Regions from separate parts of the Sus scrofa genome. Here regions 1 and 2 are each linked to region 3. The links are chromatin contacts, called in public HiChIP or PLAC-seq and promoter capture Hi-C maps. All regions are on one chromosome and are shown on one strand. Each heading gives the region's core, a stretch centred on a gene start, on an enhancer-like site or on the middle of the called end of the contact. The rest is flanking DNA. Distances are from core to core; before and after follow the strand shown.

What was found. Promoter capture Hi-C pulls out the DNA fragments that hold promoters and counts their contacts. HiChIP or PLAC-seq counts read pairs in DNA pulled down with a chosen protein or histone mark.
Region 1: a contact with region 3 is called in an H3K27ac HiChIP or PLAC-seq map of skeletal muscle. The contact joins the enhancer-like site here to the promoter of BAD in region 3. A contact is called at or near these places in 2 of 5 promoter capture datasets (fetal liver and fetal skeletal muscle), 4 of 47 Hi-C or Micro-C datasets (blood, liver, retroperitoneal adipose tissue and 1 more) and 2 of 2 datasets of contacts at active chromatin or transcription factors (alveolar macrophages and skeletal muscle).
Region 2: a promoter capture Hi-C map of fetal liver shows a contact between it and region 3, with 4 times the contacts expected there. The contact joins the promoter of FERMT3 here to the promoter of BAD in region 3. A contact is called at or near these places in 2 of 5 promoter capture datasets (fetal liver and fetal skeletal muscle), 7 of 47 Hi-C or Micro-C datasets (blood, embryonic fibroblasts, fetal liver and 3 more) and 2 of 2 datasets of contacts at active chromatin or transcription factors (alveolar macrophages and skeletal muscle).

What each region holds. Positions count from the first base shown.
Region 1 is chr2:7,928,454-7,931,153 of Sscrofa11.1, forward strand. All of the region lies in intron 1 of STIP1 (stress-induced-phosphoprotein 1), which reads right to left. Among named protein-coding and RNA genes, the nearest start is that of STIP1, 9.2 kb to the right of the region's middle. Within about 2 kb of position 1,293, at least 17 of the 83 cell types and tissues checked have an H3K27ac peak or open chromatin away from gene starts, as enhancers often do. A contact at or near this core is called in fetal skeletal muscle and skeletal muscle, where this site is marked.
Region 2 is chr2:7,908,429-7,911,174 of Sscrofa11.1, forward strand. It overlaps FERMT3 (fermitin family homolog 3), which reads right to left and starts at 1,464. Exons shown (of 15, transcript XM_003122594.4): 1 at 1,061-1,464; 2 at 372-544. The coding sequence starts at 531.
Region 3 is chr2:7,829,835-7,832,534 of Sscrofa11.1, forward strand. BAD (bcl2-associated agonist of cell death) reads left to right here and starts at 1,358. Exons shown (of 5, transcript XM_021082883.1): 1 at 1,358-1,537; 2 at 1,631-1,723; 3 at 1,726-1,824. The coding sequence starts at 1,639. It overlaps GPR137 (integral membrane protein GPR137), which reads right to left and starts at 1,176. Exons shown (of 8, transcript XM_003122592.6): 1 at 657-1,176.

The DNA of each region.
Region 1 (2,700 bases), core at 43-2,542, 99 kb after region 3:
TCATGGCAACGCCAGATCCTTAACCCACTGAGAGGCCAGGGATCCAACCTGTGTCTTTGTGGATACTAGTCGGGTTCATTACCACTGAGCCACATCAGGAATCCCCAAGAAACCTTCAATATTAGAGTAGTTGTGAGGATTGAATGATTTGATATTTATAACATACTGAGAAGAGTGTTTGACAACAGACTAAATACTATATGCATTTGTTAAATAAAAATAAATGCACATGGAATTCCTCTTGTTGCTCAAGAGATTAAGAACCCAACTAGCATCCATGAGGATTTGGGTTCGATCTCTGGCCTTGCTCAGTGTTAAGGATCTCACATTGCTGTGGCTGTATCCTAGGCCTCAGCTGCAGCTCTGATTCAACCCCTACCCTGGGACCTTCCATATGCCACAGGTGGGGCCCTAACAAGAAAAAAAACACAAATGAAGGTAATTCATAGCACTATGAAGAAAACAAAAAACACAGGATGAAGAGCTAAGAGGAAAGAGTTCCCATTGTGGCTCAGTGGGTTACATACTAGTATCCATGAGCATGGGGGTTCAATCCCTGGCCTCGCTCAGTGGGTTAAGGATCCAGGGTGCTATGAGCTGTGGTATAGGTCGCAGGCACACCTCAGATCCAGAGTTGCTGTGGCATAGGCTGGCAGCTGCAGCTGCAGTTCGACCCCTAGCCTGGGACCTTCCATATGCTGCGGGTGTGGCCATAAAAAGCAAAAAAAGAGTTAACAGGGAGGCGGGGAAGGAGCACCTGAGGTGGGTGGTCAGTGAAGGCCCCTTAGACTTGGAATTATGAGAAGCCTATCAGAGACAGCGTTCCAGACAGGGCAGCAGAAAATGCAAAGGCCCTGAGGCTGAAACAAGTTTGGAATTTCCAAGGAACCCAAAGAATTTTTTATGCTCTAGTGTCCTTGTCTGTGAGTGAAGAGGATGAAGTGCCGATGACGGCCCAAGGTTACTGTGAGGGTTAAAACGGCCCACGCTGAAGGCTTGTCAGACCTGCAACAAAAGTTTGAGAAAAGAAACAGGGAAATTAAAAAAAAAAAAGTATGGAGCTTTAGAAAGGGTGCAAATGAGGGACCCCGAGGCTTAAGCTTATTTGGTGTCATGGTAAAGCCTCTTCTGAACATTCAGAAATGTTAGCTCTTAGCATTTTCATCAACTCAGGCTTCTCCAAATCCCCACTGGTACTTGGAGCCCTCCTGAGGGAGGCAGTGATGTAGGCCAGCTGGCCGGTGTCCCCTCCCCAGATCCCTGGAACTCAAGCAGAAGCTGCTCCCCAGCGGGCGTCCAGGCCCATGCGATGTGTGTCGCTTCCAGAGTGACTCATGCTGCTATTTCCGTGCTACTGCTCTCAAGGTGGGAGCAAAATGGCAAGCGCTGCGTTTGGAGTCAACTCTGCAGCCAGAGATCCAGCAGCAAATAGTTGACCTGAAGGGGTCACCCAGTGCAGCCACATTCTCTGCAGAGCAAATCCCCAGTTTTAAAGTTCTCCCAACAGCAGGAAAAAAGAAACAGCTGGAGCTCATGAAACTCAGCACAGGAGGGAGGAGTGGGGGTTGGGGAAGGGGTGTGGTACAGAATTCTGGGGTGTGTACAACGTGGAATTTTGTTTTCATAAGAACTTCCACTATTGGAGTGGGAATTTAAGGCAACTCGAGTTTCCTTCTGCAAGGGAGAGTGAAGCTCCACTCTGGGTTCTGAGAAACTCCTCAAGAGTGTCTTCATTGCCCGACTTTCAGTTACCCAGTCACATGGAATCCAAGTCTTGACTAGTGGGAAAAGCCTAGGGGAGAATAAAGTGCCGTGGAGTTGTGCTCAATTCAGTGAGCTCACCAAGAGCCGGTAACTGCCAGATACTTCAAGGAATAAAATGGTGGTCTTTTTTTTTTCTTTCTTTTTCTTAATCTTTTTTAGGGCCAAACCCAGGGGATATGGAAGTTCCCCAGAATGATGGTAATTATTATCTGATAATTATTCGTCAGAGAGCCCCAGAGCCCAGTCCAGGGCCTCACCATCCACACGCCCTCCCGGGGTGATCTCAGCCAGTCTTGGGGCTATAAATCCCACAGCGGAGGACTCCCGCATTTCTAGCTTCAGGTCGGAGCTCGCTCCTGAGTTCCAAACTTGTCTACCCAGCTGCCTCCTTGACGTCTCCACCTGGATGGCAGATGAACTTCCTGACATGTTCAAGCTCCCAGTAGTCTCTCCTGAAGCTGTTTCTCCCCTGACTTCCCTCTCATCAGTGGCCTCCTTATTCTTGGGTTGGTTCAGGCTGAACACTTTGGAGGCATCCTTGACTCTCTTTCATAACCACGTTCAGTTCACCAGCAAATTCTGTCAGCTGGACATGGACCCCTCTGCAGGTCCCCCGCCATCTCCTGGCTTTGGGAAGGGGACAGGAATGTTGGCTCCCTGAGGGTCAGAGGGGACCCTAGCTGGTATGCCAGGACATATCCCATGAGAGGTGCGGGGGTGGGAGATGAAAGAGCTGCTGTGTCTGGGTGAGTCCAGTGAGGACACCGATGCCACCAGGACAGATTAACCCTCCTCCCGAGATTTAGGGCACCCCACGCCATGCCAGTTCAGGACCACCTGACAGAGAAGGGCTTCTGGTTGTACCTGAGATACAACTTGACAGCTGGGTAGGATGGGGGCTTGGAGTCAGAATGAGATGATACCAAATCAGTGGTT
Region 2 (2,746 bases), core at 214-2,713, 79 kb after region 3:
GGCCTTCCCACCCAGGCTGGGCCTGTCACCAGCCTGCTGAGGGCTTCCGCCTGAGGAGAGGGTGTGGGAGTGAGTCCCTGTCACCAAGAGCCCCCTCTGCTCTCCCCTCAGACCCCCAGAATGACCCCCAAGGCCAGGCCTCTCCTGCCCAGAAGTGGGTGAACGGGGGACTGGGGCTGCCCCTTGGGGTCTTAGCAAAGCCAGTTGGAGGGGAGGAAGGAAAGACAGCGGGAGGGAGCGGAAGTTAAGTTGGGGAAATATCTTTTTTGGAACCAAATGATTAAGCTGCTGCCTGAGTCACTGCGACTCTGTTATCGAGAGCTGCGCAGCAGGGCCGGCCCGGAAGTGCCAGGGGACCCGTGGGCACTCACTGATCTCCTCCACAATCTTCAGGAGCACCCCACCGATGTGCGACTCCCCTGTGACCCGGAGGGTGACCGACTCGGCCTCGGGGTCCTCTTCTCCGACGAACACCCGCAGCTCCCAGGACGAGTCGATGTAGTCCCCCGTGGCTGTCTGCATGCCCGCCATGGCTGCGGTGGCTCTGCGGGAGGGTGGGCAGGACGCTGGGTGGGCAACCGGGGCCTGGCAGGTCGCCCGTGGTTCCCCGGGGCAAGCGGGAGGGAGAGAGTGAGCCCTCGGGCCAGAACGCCCCAACGGCAGCAAGACACGGGCCGAGTCGTTCCAGGCAGAGCGGAGATGGTTGAGCTGGAGGGACCCTCGGCGACCACGTCACCCAGCCCTCTCCCTTCGTACCAGACGGAAGATGAGGGCGGGTAAGAGAGGAAGGGGCTCCCTCAAGATGACTCAGCTCCATGCCCGTAGCCCGGCCCCAAGCCCACACTGGCAGCTGCCCACCCTGGAAATGGTTGTAAACCCAGGTCAGAAAATAGTCCGGATCAGGCCCAAAGCTCAGCTCCATCACCCCAAACCAGCCGGAGCCTCTCTAGGGCAGTGGGAAGTCCAGGCTGCCACATGGAGAGAGGCACGCTGGGCAGAGGGGCACCGGGAGGCCGGGGAAGACAAGGGTCTTTGGGCCTCCGGCCTCCCACCCACTTACCTTGTCTGCAAGGGGGTGGGGTTGCTGGTGGGGGGTCAGGGTGTGAGCCACTCCTGGCCTCAGCCCGCACACCTGCAGGCCACTGCTCGCTTCTTTCCCCTCCGCTTTCTCTCTGGAGCTTTCTTCAGAGGGCAGCCCTTGCGTCTTATCATGAACAGGGCGGGCTCAGCCCCTCCCCAGGGCGGGCTGGAGCTGGGTGCAGGAAGCAACTGCCAGTAGGGAGGTGGAGGTGGCGGTGGCGGTGAGGGTTCCACTGGGGCCCTGCCTTTGCTCCCAGTGAGCACAGGAAGCAAGTGGGGCTTGGGGACCCAAGACCACGCCAAGAGTCCCTTCCTTTGGAGGAAAGCTCAATTCAAATCAGAGAAGTTACCAAATCATGTTCCCCTAGAGAAAGCCATCTCTCATCTCCAACCTGTCATGAGGTGGGGGGGTCTCTGGGCTGTACGCATCACTCTGCTGCCAAGAGGGGGAGCTGTGGGTGGGATCCGGGTTGCTTGGGAACTTGGCAGGTCAAGTCAGCTCAAGCCTAGGAGGCCCTTTATCACCACAAAGCAGATCCGTGAAAGCCCCCCAACCCCGAGGGAAATACCCGCTTTGTCTTTTCTGCCCAAGCAGGGACTTCTACCTCCAAACCTGTCAGCCAGAGAGCTGCCCACGGGAGTGGCTGAACAGAAATTAGCCCTGATGTCTCCCAACCTGCCTGCCCCGCACCTTCAGGTCTTAAGGCTCCAGACTTGTTTCCGCCACTGTGGCACCACCTGCTCGTGCTTCCCTAGGCCAGGGCCCACGAGGCTCACTCCTGTTAAGTCCATACACACACGGGACTTGGAGACTCCTGGCAGCCCATCATCTTCCTGCCTATCACCCACACGGGTACCTGAGCTTTGGGAGCAAGGCCTTATATTCACCAGCAGCTCCCAAGCAGAAATTCTTTGTTTTTTGTCCTTTTAGGGCCTCAACCTCAGCACATGGAGGTTCCCAGGCTAGGGGTTGAATTGGAGCTACAACTGCCAGCCTATGCCATGGCCACAGCAATGCCAGATCCGGGACGAGTCTGCGACCTACACCACAGCTCATGGCAAGACCGGATCCTTAACCCACTGAGCAAGGCCAGGGATCAAACCCACAACCTCATGGTTCCTAGTCAGATTCGTTTTCGCTGTGCCACAATGGGAACTCCCCAAGCAGAAATCCAACTTTCTAGATGATCAGTTTGGGGATGGAACAGAGCCTGAAGAGACAGTAGCAACAAAGGTAGAGGAATCCCTGTGGAGGTGGCTTTTGAACTATGCCACCCAAATGAGTGAGGCGGCCTGCTGGGGATTCCCAAGGGGCCAGTTTATGCAAAGTCAAGGCTGCAGGAAGTGCAGCCAGCTGCTGGCCTCAGCTGCTTCCTAACCAACAAGCTGCACTCATGGAGCAAATGAGGAAGTTTTATTCCAGCCCCAGAAGAAACCCCAGGCCAAGGTTTTAGAAAGTTTGTTGCAACCATGATAAAGTGCTCAGGCTCAGTCCAGGGCAGGGAGTTAAGAAGTAAAACTTAACAAGCAGCAGCTGACAGACTTCAGCTCTCCAAAAGGGAGGTCTGAAGCATCTCTTGCAATGGAAATTGGTTTTGTTTCACGGGTGAGATCCAGCATCCTTTGGGTCTAACTGGTTTGTGGATTTGAGATTAGAATGTGGAGA
Region 3 (2,700 bases), core at 108-2,607:
AAAGGGAGGGCCTCCGCCTTCAGTCCTCGGAATTCCGGACGCTGGCCCACCGCACCACCCCACACTGCGTCCACTCTGCAGCCGTAGGGGGCGGAAGGAGGCCGACGCCGGATCTTCAAGCCGCCGCTGGAGGAGCGGGCTCCGGTCGCTGGGACCCGGGGCTCCGGCTCCCCGGCTCCCGCGGCTCCGCCCCCTCCTGCGCCTGCGCGGGCGCCGTCCGCTACGCAAATTGCTCAGGAGTCTGGCCCCTGCTCCGCAGCCCCGCGCCGCACCCGACGCGGAGCTGTTCCGAGAATTGGCGCGAGCTGCGCGGGCGGCGGGCGCCAGGGGTTACGAGAGGCGGCGGGCGGCCGTGACGCTCGGGCCACGCCGCATCCGGCCGGCGCCCGGGTGGGCCGTGCCCCGGGCCACCGGCCTTTGCCTGGTTAGGGGGCCGCCAGTTCCCATGTTTCGCTTCTCCATCCCCAAATCGACATCCTGCTGCCCGACCTGGGGCGGTAACGACTTCCCTTCACCCGGGCTCTGAAGGAAACTTCCGCCCGCAGCCAAGATGGCCTCCGGGACCCGCCCCCGGGCCTTAACCCGCGGGGCCCCGGGGCCCCGCAGCCCGCGCGAGCCCGCCCGCCCGCGCCCTGGCCGGCGGCGGTCCCGCTCACCTGGCCAGCCGCTTGCCAGGCGCAAGGCCCCGCCAGTCCTATGGTCCCCCCTCACAGGGGCCCCGGCCATTTCTCCGCCGGGGACGTCATCCCGCCAGGGTGGAGGCCCCCTCGCTTATCTCGAGTGCTCCCGAGCTGGCGCGAGGAGTGGCGCCCCTGACGCGGGCGGTGCGAGCTTTCCACTGCGGGGAGGAGGAAGGGGGACTTCCCGAGCCGATCACCCGGTTCAGACGGAGCAGTGACACCTCAACAACCGTTGCATCCGACGGCCGAGCTTCAATTACGGCTTGTGTTTTCACCCACAGTAATCACCACTCTGTTTACAAGGATCACTGGCTCCTGAGGGAGGTGTCATTATCCGCATTTTACAAGGGTGGGGACTAAGGCCCAGAGGAGCCGAAGGACTTGTCAGTAGGAGCTGGTCCCCAAATGGGCATCCCAGAAAATCCCTCATCTGCTTCCACACACACCCAAGGAATAAGGAAGTCCGGAGCTGAACCAGGGACCCCGGAGGAAGGCGGTGGGCGGGGCCGGAGCCGTAGCGGCCCCGCCTGCTGACCTAGCTAGTGACATTTCGAGAGCTGATTGGGCCGGGTCAGTGACAGTTGCCGTTGCCCAGGCAACTAGGGCTGGGCTCCTTTAGTGCCAGAGGGAGGGGACAGGCCCCAATTAGGGGCCTTGAGATCGGGCTTGGGGTGAGACCTGTGTGCCGTGACGACGGGGCGGGTCTGGCCCGAGGCCTGGGTAGAGGCCTGGGGCTGCTCTGCAGCCTCAGAGCTCTGAGAGATTTAGATCTTGGGTGGATACGCTGAGCTTCCTACCAGGCCAGACTCAACCGAGGGATGGGGGCCTGGGAGGCAGGGAGGACCTGGGGCTTGGAGGTGGGAGAGGGAGCCAGGGGTACCTGTGCCCCAACCAGCTGGCCAGCCTTTGCCACAGCTGGGTCCTAACTACCTGCCGTCTTGCCCTTACAGCCCAGAGCATGTTCCAGATCCCAGAGTTTGAGCAGAGTGAGCAGGAAGACTCCAGCCCTGCAGACAGGGGCCTGGGCCCCAGCCCCACAGGGACAGACCCCCAGGCCCCAGCAAGCCCTGGCGCACGGCCCCAGGCCACCTGGGGGAAGCTGGTCACCAGCAGGGGCAGCCGGCCAGCAGCAGCCACCATGGAGGTAGGCACCCCCATCCCAACAACCACCTGCCTGTCCACCTTGCCTCTGGCTTGGGAGCTCCCTGCACCCCAGCCACGTCCCCCCTCACTGGGTGGCTTTGAGGGGGTCCCTAACCTCTCTGCACCTTAGTTTCCTCTTCTGTAAATCGGAGTAATTAGTCACTACTGTTGTTGGCAGGATTACCAGGAATACCTAAGAGACACTTAATTATAGAGCTGATGCTTAGTAAGTGGTCAAAGTATGTAACTATTAGTGTAGGACCAGGACAGAATCCCTGAGAGGCAGCCCAAAAGGGGAAGTGACTTGCCTAAGGCCACACACATTTCTTGTGGTATAGCTGGGCCAGGAGACTCCACAGTGCCCTGCCCCAGGCTATCACTTTCCCCTGGATTGGGACTTCTAGCCCCCAGGTATGTTCAGTTACCAGGGCCGGGTGACCCCCAAGAAGCAGACAGCCCTACCGGCAGCAGGTCTGTGTGGGACTGGGGAGGCCTAGGCTGTCCTGGTCCCCCTAGGAAGAGGATCCAGCGCTGAGATGGAAGGATGAGCACTGGAGGGCAGCAGTGGCCACTGCTCAGTAGTCCCCACCTCCCCGGTGCCTTGCCCAAGGCTTGGCACCTGGAGCAACCACAGAGATCTTCCGAAAACAAAGCGCGGGTCCCTCGCCTGCTGAGGCTGAAACCATGCCCTCCTCCTTTTCAGGAGCAGGACGGCTTATTAAGGCCCCCGCCCCAGCCTGCTGTCTGGGGCTGAACTCCTCCGGCTTTCTTTAACTTCCTGATCTTTGCAGTTGCTGTTTTTCTGCTTGGAACAGCTTTCCACCACCTACATAGCTGTCCCTTCTCACCCTCTGTATCAGGTGCTTAGTGTGTGCTA